Regions from separate parts of the Sus scrofa genome. Here regions 1 and 3 are each linked to region 2. The links are chromatin contacts, called in public Hi-C maps. All regions are on one chromosome and are shown on one strand. Each heading gives the region's core, a stretch centred on a gene start, on an enhancer-like site or on the middle of the called end of the contact. The rest is flanking DNA. Distances are from core to core; before and after follow the strand shown.

Region 1 (3,304 bases), core at 453-2,952, 160 kb before region 2:
AAATACTCAAAATTAGGTAATCTGTAATTCAATTATTTTAACTAGTTTCTCTTCTTGGAGCCTGCCCTCCTCCTGCTCCAGTGAAAATGGATTGCTCTCTAATTCTGCCACTTACCTTTCATCCTAATATTTCCCTTCATATTCTTCTGTTCTTGTGTTCTGAATCCTATGTCATTTTCTTTTTTTGTTTTACTCTCATATTTTGTGGGAGCACATCTTCTAGAAGCTTTCTTTAAAAAAAGGCAAATGGATGGAAAATAAATGTTTGCGTCTTTATATATAGGTGCAAATGTTTTTATTCTGTTCTTATACTTAATAGTTTGACTACAGAATTCCAGGCTGAAAGCTACTGTCCTTCAAAATTTGAAAAAAATCTCTGCAGTGCATTAGCATAAAATCATTATTATTGAGAAATCCAATGCCATTCTAATTCCCATTCATTTTTTTGTTTCTTCCCTCCGAAAACTTTTGGAATCTTTTCTTTCTTAGGGTTCTTATCTTTTTATTGATGTGTTTTAATATGTATCTTTATGCAAACTATTACATTTAGAATTAATAAGCAATGAGGTCCTACTGTACAACACAGGGAACTATATCCAATTTCTTGGGGTAGAGCATGATGGAAGACCATATGAGGAAAAAAAATGCACATATAAGTATGACTGGGTCACTATGTTGTACAGCAGAAATTGACATAATACTGTGTATCAACTATACTCTAACAAAAAATGTAAAAAATTTTAAAGATATAGGTCTTTTTTCATTCACTGTGAGGAGCTAATGGGCCCTTTCAATATGAAGACCTTTGTCCTTTGATACTGGAAAAATTTCTTAAATTGTTATTTTGATCATTTCCTCTTTATTTACATTTTACTCTCTTTGGAACTCTTTTTTAACTGGATGAAAGAATGAAAGGAAAAAGTTTTCTGAGCACTTTTTGAGCAAAAAGCTTATTAAGTAATAAACCACAGATTATCAGACCATATCTTTGAAGCTAGACATTTTATTTTGAATGATCAAATTTTAAAACACTCTCATTACAGTTTCCATTTATTGTAAAATGTAACATTGCCACTATCATTTCAGACAATACAAAAAAGGAAGCACCGATTCTCTTTAGGCAAAAATCTCTCATTGAAATCAGGCATTCCTTATTACTTTTGTCTTAGAATTCATTAAATGTCTGGCATGATCTTGGTATTGCATATATTTGCACGCACACTTTGCAAAATAGTCATTTCAGTAGAAAAGTGTTTAAGGTAAAAAGATGAACAGATGTTTGCAGTTTTTTCTGACTGACATTAAACACTGTTTTCTTCCCAGATCTATAAGACAAGCGTTTTCAGTCTTACCTGGAATCAGAGGGAAGGAGAGACTGAAGGTTATTTTTCAATCTCTGTCTATAATTGTGGACTTTGGGGGTGGGGGAAGGAGTAAGAGAAATAGGTCTCATAGTGAACTAAACAGCTGAACTTTTTGTCGGGGTTAAACTCCGACAATCCACCCCCTCAAGACTGAAGTAGCTGGAAGTAATGGAAGATTGGAGTTCAGATAGGCAGGTAAATTTACCCCTATCTGACTCACTGGGTTCAAGAGCTGAGTCCTGGTTAGTCACCACTGCATTCCCTCAAAGCACATTCTGCGCAGGCGCACAGTCCTAGTTGTCAGTCATCACACCCGCCCCGCCACCCCTCCGGGGTTTAGCGACTCCCGGAACACTCGGGGCCCAGAGGAAATTCCTCCGGGGTAAGGGGGGGGGGGGGGGGCTGCTGCCCGGTATGAGGCTGCAGAGAGGAACTGTGCCCAAAAGCAAACTTTCCAAACCTAGCAGGTGGGGGGAGAGAAGACAAAATTGAGCGCCTCTGGTTCCCTTCCCCATCCCAAGCCCGCCCGTACCCCGCCGAAGCGGCACGGGTTTTCTGGGCGCCACCAGGCAGAAATCCTGGCCTCATATCGAGGCCGGAGCCAGCTGGAAGGACCGCGGGCTGTACCGGGGCCCTCTTCGTCGCTTTAGCGTCAGTCGCTGACGTCGACTGAGAAGTCTAGGGAGGGAGGAGCCCCGAAGGGCGGGCTCTGGTGGCTGCGCCTGAGAGGAAGCTCCTCCTCCACCCGCCCAGCGACCCCAGTCTCTAGAGGAGTACTCGGGCTCGGGAAACGCTGCGGCTTGGTGTGGGCTGCTCGGGGAATGGATGACCTCGTGACCTAGCGTCCAACAGCGGGGAGGGCTGGCCGCCCCGAGCGCGCTGGGACGGAGCCGCGGGAACAGCGGGCACACCCGGAACCGGCTGGTGGCCGAGTGCCCGCGCCGCCCGCCACCATGAACGAGGAGGCCATCTGCAGCGCCCTGCCCACCATCCCGTACCGAAAGCTCGCTGACCTGTGCTACTTGAGCCGTGGCGCGTCCGGCACCGTGTCGTCCGCCCGCCACGCAGACTGGCGCATCCAGGTGGCCGTAAAGCACTTGCACATCCACACCCCACTGCTTGACAGGTAAGTCTCCCCAGCGGTTCCCCCGCGGAGTCCCGAAATGTATGTGCCCTGTCCCCTCTGGCTCCAACCCTGGGCTGGCGGGCTCTTCTGCCCAAACGACGGTGACCATGGAGTCGGCCCTACCATTCGTCACTGCTAGGCAGCCCTTCAAGGCTCAGGGCTAACCTGATAGGGAAAACTGGCTTCTCTGAAGATGCAGCAGCCATCGCACTTCTTTTCACAGCCTTCTCTCCTTGGCCTTACTTTCTCCAGGCACCAAAAATCTGCAGTCACAGCCCAACTCTAAACGTCCTCTTTACTGAAATTGGATTTTGTTTGCTTTGTTTTCACCCCTTCTTTTCTGTTTTTGTTGTTGTTTTTTGGGGTTTTTGGTTTTTTTGATTTTTTGTTTTTTTGTTTTTGTAGATGGGTTTCTACCCAATAGGTAGCTCTTAACCATAGGTGGCTTTTGAGCACTTGAAATGTGGCTTTCTGAACTGAAATGTGCTCTAAGTGTAAAATACACAGCAGATTTCTACCACTCACTATTGAAAAAATTATATATATCATTAATACTTTTATATTGATATGCTAAGATGATATTTTTGATACACTGGGATAAATATATTAAAGTTCATTTCAGGTGTTTCTTTTTACTTTTAAAGTGGCTGCTAGAAAATTTTTAATTGTGTGGCTCACATATTTTTATTGCACAGCATGGCTCTAGAGTCAGGGATGTTTCAGTTTTGGCTTTTTATTGTTGTTTTGGTTCGCTACATGTAGTCATGAAAGTTTAGATATCAAATTCAATTCAGTTTGGTTTCTACCCTTAGTC
Region 2 (3,742 bases), core at 1,116-3,615:
ATACCTTTTCACCAAAAACAGCATTTGGGGCTGAGAAGCCCTGTTAAAGAAACCTTGTTACTTACTTACCTCAAGCCCAAATTCTGTTTAGATTCTTCAATACATGGGCACCCCAAACCTAAGTTCCTTGTCTTGTCAATTTCTTACAAATTTATGATTTCTTTGCCTAAAAAGTATAAAAGCTGGTTCTTTTAGTCTCTTCTTAGGACCCATTTGTATGAGACCTCCATGCGATGGATTAAGTTTTTCTTTTTATCTGAGAGAATGGATATGTGTATATATGTATGACTGGAACACTTTGCTGTAGAGCAGAAATCATCACAATCTTGTAAATTAACTACACTTCAGTGAAAGAAATTTTTCTGGAGTGTCCATTGTGATTCAGCAGGTTAAGAACCTGGCTAGCATCCACGAGTATGTGCGTTTGATCCCTGGCCTCGCTCGGCGTGTTAAAGGATCTGGCATTGCCACAAGCTGCAGTATAGCTTTGTTTGTTTTTGTTTTTGTCTTTTTAGGGCCACGACTACGGCATATGGAGGTTCCCAGGCTAGGGCCTGAATCTGAGCTGTGGCTGTCAGCCTACACCACAGTCACAGCAATGCCAGATCCAAGCCACTTCTGTGACCTACACCACAGCTCATGGCAATGCCAGATCCTTAACCCACTGAGCAAGGCCAGGGATTGAACCTGCAACCTCATGGTTCCTAGTCAGATTCGTTAACCACTGCGCCACGATGGGAACTCCTATGATATTATTATTGATAATAATGAAAACTAATATTTATTTTGTGATTAAAATGAGCCAGGCACTACGATAAGTGCTTTATAAGTATTTTCTTAATTCTTACAATCAATGAAGTAATTATTATTAGCTCATTTTACAGATGAGGAATCAAAGCCCAGAGATGCTGAGTAACTTGTCCAAGATCACGCTGCTAGCAAAGATTCCAAAACAGACATTTTAATTACTACAATTTAATGTATAAAATACTGTACATTATACACCAGTAAGGAGGGTTGTTCAGTAAGGATTCTACAACTAGGTAACATTGGAAGCCCAGAAGTTACCATGGACTGGAATGGTTGCCAGTGTGAGATAAGCTCTACACTAAATGTGCTGCTCAGGGCACTGAAAGGAAGAGTAAGGGTCCATTACACAGACAGGGGAGTTTTAGACCACATACTAATTTACCATCCCATCAGAAGTATCTGAGTCTGTTGCTCTGCAATATCATGAAACCTGGGGTTTATTTTTAAATAGAATTTCAATTTCAAAAAAACAAATACAAAAAAACTCTGCTATAAGAAAAATACTTATGTAGTTTTTGTGGCTTGGTTTAATCACTAATTACTATCAAGTTTAAGCCACGACTGCAAGTTTCCAAGGCTTAAATACAAGCCAGATTAAATCTAAAATCTGACATACCCACTTTATTATTTGAAAATCTGGAAATACTGCAAAAAAAAAAAAAAAGCCATAAAGGAAAAGCTATACGAAGTACTCATAAATCTTCTTATATTTTAATATTTCAGTTCTGGATTGGCATAGCTTTTACGAGTTTAGTTTCTTTAAATTTAAAAGGATGTTATTTTATTTTATTTTTTGTCTTTTCAGGGTTGCACTCTTGGCATAGGGACGTTCCCAGGCTAGGGGTCCAATCAGAGCTGTAGCTGCCAGCCTACACCACAGGGACGCAAGAACTGAGCAGCCTGTGACCTAAACCACAGCTCACAGCAACACTGGATCCTTAACCTACTGAGCAAGGTCAGGGATGAAACCCGCGTCCTCATGTATGTTAGTCCGGTTTGTTAACTGCTGAGGAACGATGGGAACTCCAGATGTTATGAATATTAACAAAAAATTAACTTATGCCTTACTTTCTGAAACAAAGTAAAATGAACATTGGAGTAAAATGAATATACACACGTATTTTCTTACAGCGTAAAACCCTGGAAGCAGGCTGAGTCCTACAATTTTATTTTAAGCCCCACAGACTTAAAGTCTGTTAAGTCCAGGTTTGTTCCATGGTAACATTCAGGAAAAACTGAGAACTTAGAAATTTTAAGAAGAGAAACCTAAGTAAGATTTAATTGCAAAAATATCTAGATCTTTTTTGTAAGGAGGAATAGAAAGATATCTCTGTATATGCAGTCAATCACTTCTAGGTTTTCCCCGCCTTCATTTCTTGAAAACACCGAACAGGGAAACTCTTCATTCCATACATTTCTAACTTTCCTTGCATTACAATCACCTGGAGGAATTTTTTAAAAACACATTCCTGCCTTCCCCCGCCCTCGGTGAATTCTGGGCGGGGCTAGCACCCGGTTTTTTTAATCAGGGATGCCACTTAAGAGGGACCTTAGTCGGTAAACCAGGCTTCCCCTATCAGAACCTCTGGGGTGGGGCGCACTCGTGGTTTACTGGGTTCCCCCATTCGATTGTGACGCAGGCTCAAGAGTGAAAAGCGCGGGGGAACTCCGGGCGTCTGCGCTCCGGCCAGCACGAGCAAAGCCGCTAAAGTGAGTTTCTTGGGGCGGGTATCTCGGTCTTTCCCGGGCGTCTTCGGCGAAAGGCCCGAACGAAAGGACTACGGAGACTCTGGCTTGCGCGCTCGGGTTGGCAGACGCAGTGCAGCAGACAAGGTTTTTCCCCTGCACCGTCCAGCTACTACGATTAGGAGCTCTTCCTCTTCCCCTTGTCACCTAGCCCCCAGCATCCTCCCAGCCTAGCTAACCACCCACGCCACCAGTTCGGGAACACGGAATAGGGTCCGAAGAGCTCAGGCCGAAGCCGCCCATCACCGCAAACGCCGCGGTCGGGTGGGCGGGCGGATCTCGGCCCCCGCGGGCCTCTCAGCAGCCGCTTGGTCAGGCCAGGCCCCTAGCAGGCCGCGGCTCCACCAATCCCAGGCCTCGCCCGCCGCCGCCTCCGCACCTGCGAGGAGGAGCCCGCGCGCCTCCGCCACAGCCGTCGCAGCGTCCCCGCCCCGCCCAGTTCCGCCCCCATCGCGGCACCCTGAGATCTTCACCGCTGGTGTCTCGCTGCCCGCAGGCGAGGAGCGGAAGCCTCTCTGTTGAGGCGTATTTTGGCGCCCCGGGGCCCGGCCGGCTGCCGAATCGCAGCTTCCGGGCAGCCGCGGCCACGGCCTGGCGCGGGGCGCGGGAACCCCGCGGACTCCGCGACCGGGCGGCGCCCCGGACGGGTCACCCCTCCGAGATAAGAGGCAGTGGCTGTGGTGGTCGCGCTCCGGCGCCCCGTGCGCCGCGCTCCATGCCCGTGTGGTGTTGCCGCTGCTCTCTGGCCGGTCATTTCAGGTGACTTCTCCGCCGGGGAACGAAGGGGAGCAGGCGGAGGGTGGAGTGTTGCGAGGTCCGGCGGCAGGGCCTGGGCCGAAATGGGCAGAGGCCGCGCGTGTCTGGAGTCGGAGATGGGTCGAGGGTGGAAGGCGAGCGTCTGGACCGCAGAAGCCCCCTGCCTCGTCCGCTGCTTCCTCCCTATTCCTGCCTAGTCGAGGTTTCCCTCACTCCGGGGCAGTCGCTTCTGTTAACATCTCCCTTTTACTGAACCGCGCCAGTCATGGGACTGCGGGACCGGCTAGGCCTGGGTCGAGTCGGTTACTGCGACTGAGACTTCTAAGTACTGCAAAGTTTGTGTGTAGTGTTGTGAAGGTCCCTCTAGACCCCCGCACACATCTTAAACATTTTTTTTTCCTTAAAAAAAAAAGTCTGATAAGTTACTGGT
Region 3 (3,355 bases), core at 774-3,273, 150 kb after region 2:
GCAACAAAATACAATAGACTGAATGGCTCATAAACAGCAGAAATTCATTGCTTACAGTTCTGGAGGCTGGAAGTCCATGATCAGGGTGCCACCAGCAGACAGCCCCTTTCTGGTTTGTGGACTGCCAACATCTCATTGTAATACCATCACTCTGGGGGTCATGATTTCAACGTATGAAATTTGGGGAACATAAGTATTCAGTCCATAGCAGTAAATGTTCTCTGTTTTCTTCCAGAGTTTCCCTGTGGCATTGGCTTTAGTTGCCTACATTGTTAACTACCTGGATAACCTACCTGTATTGTCTGCCTTCTTTCTTCCTGGTGTTCCCAAATGAGTCACTTGGGTTGGATCCTCATCTCAGGAGTCTTCTTTGGAGGAACCCAAACTAAGACAGTGAATTAACACTATAAGGGCACTGTCAATGCCTTCCAGCCAAAGACCACCAGGGACACACCTAAGGTTGAACCAGATGGGTTTATTTAATTTTTCCTTTAAGATAGGACACACATCATGGGAAATCATGAGTCTCTGCAAAAATGTGTCAAAAAGAACCTATTACAGGATTTGGATTTTGGTTGGATGATTTGGGAGATGGTGTAAGGAAGTAGGAATTGGATGTGGGCAGAAAGCACAGGCAATTCTATGAAGGAGGATCTCAATAAATCTTATGTCTAGTAAGAAGAGTCTGGAAAAAAGTTAAAAGTTGCAATTGCCTCTTTTCTTGGCCAAGAGAAATAGCCACTTATCTTGGCCAAGAGCTGGGTTGTTAGGTATTTTGTTGATTACAACTGTGAACTTGTTTTTGTCTGTGCTTAGACAAAACTGTGAAGTAGACTCCTGCCTTCTGACCTCAAAATAATCTTGTTTGAAGTTGGTATTCTGAGCGTTGGTTTATGCCTGGTAGATTAGCATGGTCTACCTGTGAGTGCCAGGCCAATTTCTGAAAGTCCAGGGCTGATTTTTTTTTTCCTCAGCACTTAGAAAATGCAAGGCATAGTTCCAGCTGTGGTGCAAAGGGATTGGTAGCATCTCTAGCATCTCTGCAGCTCCAGGACACAGGTTCAATGCCCTGGCCAAGCACAGTGGGATTTGGTGTTGGCTCTGCTGTGGCCGAGAAAGAAAGCAAGCCAAAAAAAAAAAAAAAAAAAAAAAAAAATGCAAGGTGCTTAAACTCTCAATGTCACATACTATCAGTCTGACCCTGGGGCTTCACATGCATCCTCTTTTAATCTTCACAATAATTCTGTTAGGTATGAATAGTCACATTTCAGAAGTACGGAGAGAGTTCCTGTTTGTGCTTCAGCAGGTTAGGAGCCCGACTAATATCCATGAGGATGGGGGTTCTATCCTTGGCCTTGCTCAATGGGTTAAGGATCTGGCCTTGCCACAAGCTGTGGCACAGGCCAGCAGCTGCAGCTCCAACATGACCCCTAGCCCAGGAACGTCCACATGCCTCCAATGCAGCCCTAAAAAAAAAAAGAAAAGAAAAGAAAAGAAAAGGATAAACCTGCCTTTCCCTGCTATCTCTCAGTGTTAAAGGGCATTTTGTCCCTGGAAAAGTCAAAGCTGCCCAGCTTTTTATTAGATTTCAGCCACTTTCCCCTAATTAGGCAAAGGGAAGCTGTGTCTTTACTATATTATTGCCGATGTGCGGTTCAGCTTGGACTTAGGCACCGAAGGAATAAACATAAATTATTGACAAGCACCTGGGCAGTATACACATGCCACGTCTTTCTGCAATCTGCACTTTTCTGGCACAGTCAATTCATCCACCCACCCAAGGCCATCTAAAGCGCTATTACTGGCCTTAACATTATTTTTACAATCCACAGACAAGGTAAATAGAGAACAAGAAAACGTATGGGAGAGGTCAAGCTGGGCAGTGCCCTTGGGCTCAGACCCATGTAGAAGGGCCGTCCTTCTACGGCAGGCCGTCCTGGCCGCTAGGGGCCAAACCGCTGCCAAGGCCAGCCTGCTCCCCGCCCAGTTTGTGGAGCCTGGGTATTTCAGGCCGGCCCCTTGCGCCCCCGCGCGTTCCTGCGCGGAGAGACAAAACATGGCGCTGCTAGGCCGGGTTTTCGCCCCTGGACACGGTCCTCGGCGGGTAAGGCGGCGCTGGGACGGCCCAGGTTCCCGCGCGACCCTCGCGAGCACTCTGTCCCGGGTGCGCGCTGAGCAAGACGGGGTGGGGGGTTGCCTGGTCACCGGGAGAAGCGCATAACCTGGATCCGCAGCCCCTGGTGGGGGCAGCCAGGACAGTGTGTCAGGCGGAGAGAGGAGAAAACACTGGGGCCTGGAGGGAATCTCGCGAAGAGCGCGAGCCCTGCGACTAGGTTTAAGGAGAAAAGTAATGTTAGGCTGTTGTCGGAGGACGTCCTGGTATACGTTTGTGTTTGTGTGTAGGGGGGTGGGGAGGGCACGCCAATTCTCAAAGGTTTCCCATTCTTAGAAGTTTCAAAGTTGTGTGTAAATAGGAAAAGAGACGGACACTACATACTTGCCCTTTGAGGTAGGAGAGGGGGACCAGGTGGGGGAGTGGGGACTGGAGGGAGCATTGGCCTTATCTGCAGTTGTCTGTTTTTTGTTTTGTTTTGTTTTTTAATGAAAAGTGTTAGTTGTGCAGTTAAACATTAATACAAACATATTCACATTAAAAAAATAAAGAAAATCCAGCTCTTTATAGTTCCCTTCCTAGAGATAATGCTGGCAGAACTGCATCTCAGGCAGGCTTCCTCATAATTTTTTGTTTTTGTCTTTTTTTTGCCATTTCTTGGGCCACTGCTGCAGCATATAGAGGTTCCCAGGCTAGGGGTCTAACTGGAGCTGTAGCCACTGGCCTAGCCAGAGCCACAGCAACTTGGCATCCACACCTCACTGCAACACAGGATGCTTAACCCACTGAGCAAGGCCAGGGATTGAACCCTCAACCTCATGGTTCCTAGTCAGATTCGTTAACCACTGAGCCACTAAGGGAACTCCAATTTTGTTTTGTATTGTCGACATCTCTCTTAGTCAAAATAAAATTTGCAAATAAAGTAAGTGGGAGGGGTGAAGAAAGAGAAAGGAAAATGAAGCTATAATATCCAGGATGGTCCCTTTCACCAACTAGATTAAAACAAACAAACAAACAAACAAACAAAAAACTTAGCTAAATGAAACTAAACCAGAAATCACAATTTCCTTAGCCAGTTTAGAAAAATTATTCTGCCAACTGTGAAAAACTTTTTTCAGTTCAACACAAAGGGCAGACTCTTTTTTTGGAAAACATGGACAAATTCCAAATGTAACCACAGGAAATGGCATAGTGAATCTGAAGTAAAAGACAGCTTCCTTTTAAAAAGTGAGATTTGTTCAA

What was found. Hi-C and Micro-C count contacts between places; a contact is called where the count stands out from the background.
Region 1: a contact with region 2 is called in a Hi-C map of liver, with 5 times the contacts expected there. The contact joins the promoter of RIPK2 here to the promoter of OSGIN2 in region 2. A contact is called at or near these places in 5 of 47 Hi-C or Micro-C datasets (heart right ventricle, liver, mesenteric adipose tissue and 2 more) and 1 of 2 datasets of contacts at active chromatin or transcription factors (alveolar macrophages).
Region 3: a contact with region 2 is called in a Hi-C map of liver, with 6 times the contacts expected there. The contact joins the promoter of DECR1 here to the promoter of OSGIN2 in region 2. A contact is called at or near these places in 2 of 5 promoter capture datasets (fetal liver and liver), 1 of 47 Hi-C or Micro-C datasets (liver) and 1 of 2 datasets of contacts at active chromatin or transcription factors (alveolar macrophages).

Annotation. Positions count from the first base shown.
Region 1 is chr4:47,073,531-47,076,834 of Sscrofa11.1, reverse strand. It overlaps RIPK2 (receptor-interacting serine/threonine-protein kinase 2), which reads left to right and starts at 1,702. Exons shown (of 11, transcript XM_021089139.1): 1 at 1,702-2,490. The coding sequence starts at 2,318.
Region 2 is chr4:46,911,564-46,915,305 of Sscrofa11.1, reverse strand. OSGIN2 (oxidative stress-induced growth inhibitor 2) reads left to right here and starts at 2,365. Exons shown (of 6, transcript XM_005662982.3): 1 at 2,365-2,520.
Region 3 is chr4:46,766,095-46,769,449 of Sscrofa11.1, reverse strand. It overlaps DECR1 (2,4-dienoyl-CoA reductase 1), which reads left to right and starts at 2,023. Exons shown (of 10, transcript NM_001190232.2): 1 at 2,023-2,104. The coding sequence starts at 2,057.